Regions from separate parts of the Mus musculus genome. Here region 2 is linked to region 1. Evidence: chromatin contacts called from public Hi-C data. All regions are on one chromosome and are shown on one strand. Each heading gives the region's core, a stretch centred on a gene start, on an enhancer-like site or on the middle of the called end of the contact. The rest is flanking DNA. Distances are from core to core; before and after follow the strand shown. Region 1 overlaps Eefsec (eukaryotic elongation factor, selenocysteine-tRNA-specific). Region 2 overlaps Eefsec (eukaryotic elongation factor, selenocysteine-tRNA-specific).

What was found. Hi-C and Micro-C count contacts between places; a contact is called where the count stands out from the background.
Region 2: a Hi-C map of the G1E-ER4 cell line shows a contact between it and region 1, with 2.2 times the contacts expected there. The contact joins two enhancer-like sites. A contact is called at or near these places in 7 of 484 Hi-C or Micro-C datasets (the G1E-ER4 cell line, the HL-1 cell line, cumulus cells and 1 more), 1 of 115 datasets of contacts at active chromatin or transcription factors (embryonic stem cells) and 1 of 9 other capture datasets (embryonic stem cells).

The regions. Positions count from the first base shown.
Region 1 is chr6:88,261,020-88,266,209 of GRCm38.p6, forward strand. All of the region lies in intron 6 of Eefsec (eukaryotic elongation factor, selenocysteine-tRNA-specific), which reads right to left. Among named protein-coding and RNA genes, the nearest start is that of Dnajb8, 41 kb to the left of the region's middle. Within about 2 kb of position 1,307, at least 28 of the 459 cell types and tissues checked have an H3K27ac peak or open chromatin away from gene starts, as enhancers often do. A contact at or near this core is called in the G1E-ER4 cell line, where this site is marked.
Region 2 is chr6:88,427,361-88,432,567 of GRCm38.p6, forward strand. The region is part of intron 1 of Eefsec (eukaryotic elongation factor, selenocysteine-tRNA-specific); the gene reads right to left. Among named protein-coding and RNA genes, the nearest start is that of Eefsec, 17 kb to the right of the region's middle. Within about 2 kb of position 2,786, at least 4 of the 459 cell types and tissues checked have an H3K27ac peak or open chromatin away from gene starts, as enhancers often do. A contact at or near this core is called in the G1E-ER4 cell line, where this site is marked.

The DNA.
Region 1 (5,190 bases), core at 57-2,556:
GTGACCACTCCCACCAAGGGAGGTTTCTGTCTGTGGTCATGTGGTCTGCACTGAGGACTCTGGCTCCCACCTATCAGTGGTGATGGGGTCCTACAGGGCTGGAGGCAAATTCCCAGTCCAAGAATCCAGAGAGCATGCATTTAGGAACAACTTGTGAGATAGCTCCTGCAAGTCAATGTCAACCAAGAAGTCTGCTCCCAGGGATGCAGACCAGACAAGTATGTGCCACGTAGGCCCATGTGCAGAGGTGTCTCCATGAGGAGCTGAGCAGACCTCACTGGTCAGGGCTGGAGGACCTGAGATACCAAAGAGCTTCAGGCTTGCCCAACGTCCTGCAGTGGGGGAGGGGGCAGACCTGGTGACCAAGGTTGTCTGATCCCCATCTGTGTTTGAGTACCAGAGAACCACACATCAGTTAGAGGGGGCCTGAAACCAAGAGAAGATGAGACAAATCCCCTTGCTGTAGTAAACTCATGCTCAGTAGGACTGAGTATCATCAGTGAGCATTTAAAAACAGACTCGTGCTAGGGGCAAGGGGCTAGAGATGGCTTATTCGGTAATAAGCTTGCAAGCTGGAGGATCTGAGTTCAGATCCCCAGAAGCCAGGGAAAGTGGTGTGCACCTATAATCTTAGCATCTAGGAGGTGAAGAAAGGAGATTCCTGGGGCTTTCTGGCCAGACAATCTAGCTGAGTTTTGTGAACTCCAGGTTCAGTGAGAGAGTCTCTCTCTCTCTCTCTCTATATATATATATATGTGTGTGTGTGTATGTATGTATATAGGGTCAATAACAGGAAGACACCCAAAGTTGACCTTTGTCCTCTATACAAAAGATGTATTCTAAATTTAGTTAAAAAAATGCAGCAGGCAGAACTTTCAGAAGAACCCTACCAGCTCCGAGCTGTATTTGTATCTTTATCCATACCACATTCATACCCACCTGCACTAATCTCTATTACACACATTTACATGATAACCCCTCCATGCCACACACACCTGGATGCATTCCACCCAGATGAACAGGGCATCGGTGAGGCCTGGGAAAACCATGCCTGCCCTTGAATTGTCCAGAGAGCAGTCTGGCTCAGACATCATGCTGGACTGGTCCTCTCCCTGGGAGGGTGGGTGTTGGGTTGAGGTAGGCCATAATGTCCTCTGTTCAGGAGGCCCACTCTCCCTAGCCACCATGTCCTACAGCGGTCCTGGAGCCTGCTCTACTCTCTTTTGAGCCCAGGCATAGTGAGGGTGGCAGTGACCCAGTGTGACACCACTGCTCATGGCTTCCCATGGGGACCTCTCCCAGGGCCTGGCTGGCCTTTCTCACTGTGCGCCAGCCCCACACAAAGGCACAATGGGCTGCAGGCGGCTGGGTCTTGGCTCTGCTGGGCAATCAGGGAAGAATGTGGGAAGTGAAGTTTTTCAAGCCTAGCGCGGTGCCGCCCGGCAGTGGCCATCAAAGGCCAGCAAATTGCCTCCAATTGCTGGCGTCGCTTTCATGTCAGGGGCCAGACTAGAAGAGGGGCCTTCACACTGGTGGGTAGCTGGCACCCCCCAGTGGGAACGGATCCCTTGTAAGCATCTTAGGGTCAGAAGCCCCCTCAGGGGCTCACTGAAGCCACATCAGCTATCAGGGGGCTGTAGAAGCAGGGCAGAGGGGGAATGGGCTTAGGGGTTTTCCTGGGGCAGCATCCTGGTAAGGACTGCTGGGCTGGCAGCTGGATAGCCACAGGGTCCAAGTTCAACAGGCTTGTAGCTGGACAAGACACGGGGCCATGCTCAACAGAACTCTGAGCAGAAGTGACGTGCTTCTGCACAGGGGCCTGCTGCTGCTGCTGGCAAAGGTAGAAGCTAATTGGGTGGAGTCAGGGTGCTGGCTATAAGGCTTGGGCTGGTCTGACAGTAACATCTGATAGACAGGAGGCTTCTGTTACACAGGATTTGCAGGGGTCCAGATGAGGTGAGCCAAGGTGTATGTTCTCCATTGAGCTGTGTGATGAAGCTGAATCTGAATGTGGTTCTCCTGTCTGCCACAACAGACTGTCATCAGCTCCTCACCTGGCTGGGGACAGGCAGAAGGACAGATCTGGGGAGAGAAATCCACTTCCTCCTGGGCTCCCTCTGAACTTGTGTGGGAGTGACTGCGTCTACCTGCTGTGTGTTTAGGTGAGGCCCTGTGCTCACAGACTCACAAGCCTATCCCTGCCAGCTGTGGTACCAGCTCCCTGCTTTCCCTCTTTCCTTCTCTGCAACGGTCATGTATGTAAACAAAGATGCAATTTGCTTTAAAGAGATAAGGTGATTAATTTTTTTTTAAAGAAAGAAGCAGAACTGTATTCTGCTGTCCCAGTAACAAAAGGAATTAGGGGAGGGGGTGGCAGGCAGGCTGTGTAACCACAGAACCAAGTCCCTCTGAGGCTCTGGAGCACACTTGATGGCTCGCATACCTCTTTGATTGGGAGGAAACAGAGGCAACGGGCCCTGCATGCCCATTTTGATGTCTTAATGTTGCCTAATTCCTTCTTTAATTTATATTAAGCTTCTTAGCAACAACAATGAATTCTTCAAAAACAAAAAAGGACCCTTTGCAGAGATATTCCCGCACCAAGTTAACTGAAGACGCAATGCAGCCCAGCTTTGGAGATTGAGGTACTTTGGAGATAGGGGTGTGTGCGGAGGAAAAATGGCATAGTATGTATAAGCTTTCTAAAAAAGAAAACCAAAATCACTCTAATCCAGACAGGAAATGACTTGGTCTTGAGACTCAGATGGAGGCTTTGCCTATGGAGGGCAGCCTAGGGAGACATTTTCTGTCAGCCATTGAGCTGTCAACCACCTAAGGCCAGCTTCCTACTACTTGATCCTGAGAGGTTGCCACCCCATGAGGTAACTGCAGCTCCTTGAAGCATGTGTTGGCACTAAGACATCCCCAGGTCCAGGTCCTCACTGACAAGGAGGCACTTCATGTGCAACATGGAACCCTGGACTTTCTGGCAATCCTACCCCAAGCCCCTGTGCACAGTGAGGGCTAACATATGCTCCTTAAAGGTTCCAGGGCCTCTTCAGTGCAGGTCCTGTTGATTGGGCCATGGTTTAGTCTATGTGAACTTCCCAGTCACTGTTGCAAGCCCCTCTCTGCTTATTCACCTCTGTGCTGTCCAAAATCCTTTTAGAACAAATCTTAACCATCTCTCCCAGTTCAGCCTCTCCTGAAGAAATCTCTAGATCCCCACATGTGCTCAGATGGTCTATAATGCCTAGGTACCACATTGCCTGCCTCCTACAGAACCTTTCTCATGCTTCAGCTGCCTCAGTTCCAGTCTCTGCTGGGCTCCCTCACTGGATTGATTATGGCAACTGCCTTAGTGCCTTCTGCCTAGACTTTCAATAAGAGGAGTGTTGTACCTTGGTAGTCTTCCTCCTGGGATCAAGGCCCTGAACTTTCCTCTGAGACTTCAGCAAGGCCATATTAGTCCTTTCAGCTTGCCTGGAACCAGCAGAAGGGTTCCTGAGTATGGTTCTGTTCCAGACAGCCTCTAAACCCACAGAGGCTGGGGGTGAGGAGCATAGCTTCTGACTGCAGCAGCAGATGAGGAAGGGGGAGTCCTGGAAAACAGGAGCTCTTCCAACTCTGCTGGCCATATCCACCCAGACTTGGAGCCCTTTGGGGCGAGGATAAGGAGGGAGTCCCAGATCTATCTGTCCCCTCCCCTCAGGCTCAATCAGAGTTGCCAGGTGGGGATGCCCACACCTTTTAGGCAGTGGGCCATGGTGTTGGATGGACGGGGTGAGAGGGCAGTGGGGCAGCATGGGCACAGAGCTGAGGTGTGTTGGGAGTGGGATAGAACCATGACCAAGCTAAGTGGGGTGGGTAGGTAGTAAGAATGAAAAAGGGAGAGAGATGAGTGGTCTCTGCAGGGCAGGGTTGCAAGAAGTGTGCTGGTGGCTGAATACCTCCTATTTAATGGGTCCATGGGATGTTAATCTCATGTCACTTCTGATACTGCCATTCCAGCATCCCCTCACATGTCCTCTTACCTAGCCAGTGCCACATGGGTATCCCACAGGTGAGCCACTACCCAGGCAGGTAAGGGCTCACAGCTATGGTCCAGGGCTGTGCTTATGAAGTGCCCACTGCAGCCTGGTGCTCAAGGCAGGCCAGATCCTTTACTGCTTTACTGTCACCAGGGAGGTCTAGGCTTCAGGACATCTCTACAGAGACTTTTGGGAATTAGGCTTCTACACTCTGGGTCACCATGGGGAAATGTTGTTTGGCTGCATCTGAGGGCTGCTGGGTGTCCCCATGTGGGGAAAGTTGTTTTGAAATTAGCTAAGTGCTACCTAGAGGGACCTTGAAGGAAGACCATCTTACTGGCCACAGAAAGCTTAGTTAGTGCCCCACTGTCAACAGATCTCTGGGCCAGTCAGAGAAAATGCTCACTGCATGGTGACTATGTTCCAGACAGTCATACCTTAACTGCAGCCACTTCTAGACCATTCATATGCCAGGAAACTGAGGGCCAGAGACACTCAGGAAGTTGCCCAGGACCACAGGGTGGACTTCCTCATTTAGATCAATGCCTTCAACACTTTGTACACCTCTTCCACCTTCCCTTCCTTGTGCTTAGGGGCAGTGCTGGCTATGGTGTGGTCTGCTCCAATCTACAGGTTCTGAGGACCTATATTTTCCTGGTAAGTGGGAAAGATTAAGGAAAGGCAGCCCTAATGCCGGAGGGGTTGAGGGCAGGGTCCTGATGGCTTCCCAAGAAGTATTTTCCCCCACCACTCAGGAAGGCAGAATTTTAATGCTCTCACCCTCCACATGTACACTCTTTAACATAAGTTAATCTTCAATTAAAATACCTAGAGCAGAAATTACGATAACTGGTTTAAAAGGTAGAGCTATTGACAATAAAAGTCATCTTCATATTACCTTCATATTGCTTTTTCTTTTTCTTTTTTAAAAAAAATCCACATATTAAAAACGTCATTTTTATGACTTGGGGGAAAAAGCCATAGAGAATAATGAGACTGAACAAAGGCTCAGGAGCAGTCATTTTCCAGGGCCCATATGTGGCATCCTGATTACTGTATCAGCTCTGCTGCCAGAGCAGAGGGAAAAACAAGCCCAGGTGACCGATATACTGTCCTCTGTGGCTGGCAGATGAAGGGCAGGGGTGGCATGGCAGCATGG
Region 2 (5,207 bases), core at 1,536-4,035, 170 kb after region 1:
ATCTCTTCCTTGGTGTCAGATGTTTTTTAAGAAAGACTCTGTTCCTTGCATCACACATTTCCATGACCAGAGCCTATAGGCTTCCAAACAACACAGGTCATGGATCCCTGCAGATTGGCCTCTCCAGAGACCAAGCACTGCTTTTCACACACCAACAGTCCATGTGTCTCTCCGTCCTTCTGTTACCTCACCTTTCACCACCACGGCCTTCCTCTAAACTCCACCACACTGGTGAAGTATGTTAATTTAGTCTCAGACAGAGACAAGCCTGTGTATATTATACATGGCATCAAACGCTGCTTATCTAGTATGCCTCCCACCAAAGGACAAGGAGAGTTTCTGACAAGATTTATTTTTATATGTATACTCTGATAGGATTTTAAAACCAAATTATACCTGTCATAAATTTACTGATTCAGATAAGCTCTATGTACAGCTTCACTTGTGGGATTCTACACACACACACACACACACACACACACACACACACACACACGTAATTATTCTCCCATTTTGAAGACAAGAAAACTGAGGTTGAGAGCTTAACTCTGTTAAGTAAGCACAGCAAGAGCAGAGCAAGGAAGGGCACAGACCTGGGTCAGTGCCAAGGCTAAACTGTGTGTCCCACCAGGAGCTCCCAACTGATACAGTTTCCCTCCCTCCTGAAAGACCTGGCAAGCTTCCCTCTGCAGAAGGCGTTTCTCCAAACAGGACCATGTCTTTTCCTTCGGGCTTTCCAGAGCCTGCATGTGTTGGGCTGGCAGAGCTCATATACCTGGGACTCATTAAATGGCAAGCAACTTTGAATTTGATCAATTCTTCCAGAGAGCCTCCACCTGGCCCAGAAGCCCAGGCCTACTTTACCCAGAGGTAAAGCCCATCCACATCCAGCCTCCCCCAAAGCTCAGCGACCCTGACATCATCCTGTAACCATGCACTGTCCTGGCTACTCCACAAGGAACTGTACAACCACACTCCAAAAGCAACATGCAGCACTTTGCACAAGCCAAGGCAGAACAGGGCAAGCACCTGGTATGGCCCTTGAAAGCCACGATATATGCTGGAAAGGAGATACAAGACCACACAAAACACCCCAGCATCAGGGAATCTCCAAACTATGACACTGAGTTCCCTGGGACTAGCTTAGACAAAAGCAGGGTCTCTATAGGGCAGCAGGAAAAGAGGGAGGAAAGGGTAAGCAGGGGAGATGCAGGAGATGAGAGAGAGAGGAAAAGGAGAGGAGAAAAAGAGTGGATGCCAACCTCAGATGGGAAAAAGCAGATGTGTTCTCCATCCTGTTCCATCACCAGGGAAAGCAGGGAAGTATTCCCCCTTCCTCTTCCTCACCTTAAAAAATAAGAATTTCATTTCCTAGGGCTGGAGTAATGGCTCAGCGGTTAAGAGCACCGACTGCTCTTCCAAAGGTCCTGAGTTCAATTCCCAGCAACCACATGGTGGCTCACAACCATCCGTAACAATATCTGACTCCATCTCCTGGAGTGTCTGAAGACAGCTACAGTGTAACTGATATATAATAAATAAATAAATCTTAAAATAAAATTTAAAAAAAAAAGAATTTCATTTCCTTCTCTGAAACATCATTCTTGCATAAATTAAATGTTATTTCCTGGTGCCAGCAGTGCTGAGGGAAAGAATGCCTGACCATCCCAAGGACCCTAAAAGGCAGCTATATCCTGATGCTAAACCCTGCAGGCCTCCAACCCCCAGGCACAGGGCCTGAGAGGTCGGCATCCATTTACTGGTATCCCAGTTGCTACTGCAACTCTCACATACACTCAGGGTATGTCCCCTCATCTGGTAAAGAAAGCAAGATTAGGGAAGGCTCATTTATGTGATCACAGGATGGCTTGCCCAACATTCCCACTTAAGGTCTTTGGGCTTCATGTGCATAATTTGATATAATTCACTGTCTATACACCTCTTAGCTCCCTATGAAGATCTAGAAGCAGACCTGTCTTCCCTACCCTCCTAACAGAATGCAATGCTTAAGGCACAACATGCAAAGCTTATGGAGTGGGACAAACACAAGAAAGTCGACTGACCTCAAGACCCAAACAGAAAACTGTCTCAAAATTTCACCACAAGCAATGCTTACGGAGGGAACTCTACTATAAGGGAACTCGTCAGAACAATGACTCTATCTACATTCCAGACAGAACAGCACCCAGACCATTCTCTCAGAGATACACTCTATCTCTGTCAGCATGTGTCTCTGGTGCACCCACATATTGCTTGTTACAGGGGTCTCACTCATTTTGCTCCCTCTGAGCTGACAGAGACGGAACAAACACACAGCCTAGCTGGAAGTGACCACCTAGAACATGGGTCTCATTCCTAATTGCTAGCCCTACTATGGAAGTGAAAGGACGAAGCCACCCAGAGCCACACAAAAACAACTTCTCATCCCTGACAAATGAGCTTCTTTTGTAAACGAAAGGCTCCAGCATTTTTCAAAAATTCTGTTCCTAGAAAAAAATGTTTGGTGAGCCTCTTTTACAAACCTGATGCAGCAAAACCTTTCTTTTAGACTCAGACCTAACTAGAAGTCATGTGGGTCACAGAAAAACCTGTGAGTGGCCACCCACTAACACTGCACTCAGTGCTGTGACATTCACATTTAAACTAGAAGTCATAGATCAATTAAAGACCACAGGGGATGTCATATCCCTCCTCAACTACTTATGTGGCACCACTCTTACAGACATACTCCCTTTGGATTACATAAGACTAGAAGAAGACGTCTGATTCTATACAGGGCTCAGCCTGGAACTGCCTGTCTCCTTGATTGCTGTCAGGGGACTGAAGTGGTGGACAGCCCTTTGCATCTGGGTCTCACTATGCTTTGTTGTGAGATGATCAAGGCATCAAGTAAATGAGCAATATGGGAAGACCTGGCTTGTCTCCAGTCAAAAATGCTATCCTTGTCTCTATCCTCCTGTCTTATAGCACCCACTACTCCTGACACTCAAGCTGGTCAAGCCTCGGCTCTGTGCATGAGCTTTAAGAGCATGCTCCTGATACAGTCGTCCTATGCAAGACAACTGCCTCCACCTGGGGTGCACGGGCAGCTCAAAAGCCCAGGTGGTTCCCATGGGGATGCCAAGACAAGCTATGGCCATCCTATGCCTTTCCTCCTTTTGTTTCCTCAAGCTGCTGCCATCTGTAGCATTTCATCAGTGAGTGACACCAACATCCTAAAAACACCTGAGATCAGGAGGTGACTGAGGACAGGAAGGGGCTCCCAGTTCTGTAGCAGCTGAAATCTGGTGGGGGCAAGAACTGCATTCCAGCATGTGTCCTGCTGGTCCAAAGGTTTCAGCAGAAGAGTACCATGGAAGAACTGAAAACGGGAAAATCATTATTTAAAAAAAAAAAAGGCATAGTCAATCAATCCCGGGACACCAGGATGCAGGGGAGCCACCTTACAGAATGCAGGGAGCCACCTTACAGAATGCAGGGAGCCACCTTACAGAATGCAGGGAGCCACCTTACAGAATGCAGGGAGCCACCTTACAGAATGCAGGGAGCCACCTTACGGGGGAAGGCAGAATAAAAGAAACAGGGCGGACTGCTGACGTACACACCTTCAAACGCTTCAAAAGTTAAGGCAGATAAGCTTTACATTGATGTGAAAAGGGGAGAAAATACATTTGACCTCTTGCTCCAAACAAAAATCTGCCCATCTGGTTTTTAATTAGGAAGCCGGTGTTTTGCTTCTGTGACACTGTGTAACCTCTGCTAGTGTTGTACAAGACTTGCAACCATATTTTCATTGATTTAAAAAAAAATTAAAAATAAACATTGAAAGAAACAATATTTTTCTTTTTAGGAAAAAGAAGGCTAACAAGCAGCAAAGTTTTGAAGGAGTTGTGTATTTAAAGGCATATATGAGAACTCATCACAACCTTGACTTACAGTTTATTTTGTCTTGACTACATCTGAGGTCATTCTAACTCTGCTGACCTGTGAACCAGCACATGATCGCCCGTCTGAGACTGCAAGCAAACACTGCCCTCTTGTGCACCAACAGCTCTAATCAGCACAGGGTGTGTCTACCCACACCTAGTGGATGGCGGCGTACTGAGTAGAGCTGGGTCTCCCAGCCTAGGGACTTGTCAGGAAAAGGATGACACACATCTGTTACCAGAGTGTTTGCTGTGCATCCCCAGATTGCCTTCTGAGGCAGATTTTGAGATAAGAAGAAGGAAGCTCCAACTGGAGAAATCAGACCTAATGCAATAGATTCTCATGGTTCCTAGAAAACACTCACTCTTCAAAAAGCTGCTGGTTATCATGGGAACTTTTATTATGCACTTTAAAAAACTTTGAGAAATGATTGATGAACTTGCAATAATAAGTAAGTAGCACTTCCATTTACTTAAGAAGTCTGCACAAGGGAAGGAAACCCATTAGGTTCCAGAGGAGAAAAGAATCCCTCAGGTTACAGTTGCTCTAGTGACTCCCCCAAAGCAGACACAATCACTTCCTGGAGACCAAGCTGGAATCTCAAGAGAGCTCTGAAGTCAGTTACTATTCCCCTGTTTTAAGGAAAGGGAACTAGGGATGTGGCTCAGAGGCGGGGCGTTTGCCAGATCCTAGGTTCAATTCCCAATACGGCAACAAAAATAACACAAAGAACTTAAGAAAAGGGCAGAAGACACCTGTGCTAATTTAAAGCCAGTAACTCCTGCTCAGCAGCAAGCTCAGGGGAACAAGCTTCTCTGAAGTCAGTTTGCAGTTCTGTTCCAAACAACAGATCATCAGAACGTCAGCACCCACTCTTCCACCTCACGGGCACAGCTTGGAGACCAAACCATAGCAACCTCAGTTCTCCTGAAAAGGCAAAATCTGTCCCTTCCTGACCCTGTGTGTTATCTTTCACCCAGGACATCCTGCAGGAGGGGTGGTGGGAACATCAAGGGCAGTATGCTCAAGGAGACTAGCAAAGTATGGCCAGCTCCGTGACTGGATGGATGCCTTACTTGACATCTCTACTGTCCACTCAGGACTGCTATCTTCCCACCCTGTAACTGGAGCCTGAGATGCCAGTGTGCCAGTGTACCACTGGTCACACTACAGAACAGTGGAACTGGCTAACTACTGCCATGCCAGAATTGCCTGCCAACCCTATTTCCACCTCAGCCCATTGCTCTACTACAGGAAAGTAGTACAGAGTGTTCCCAGTA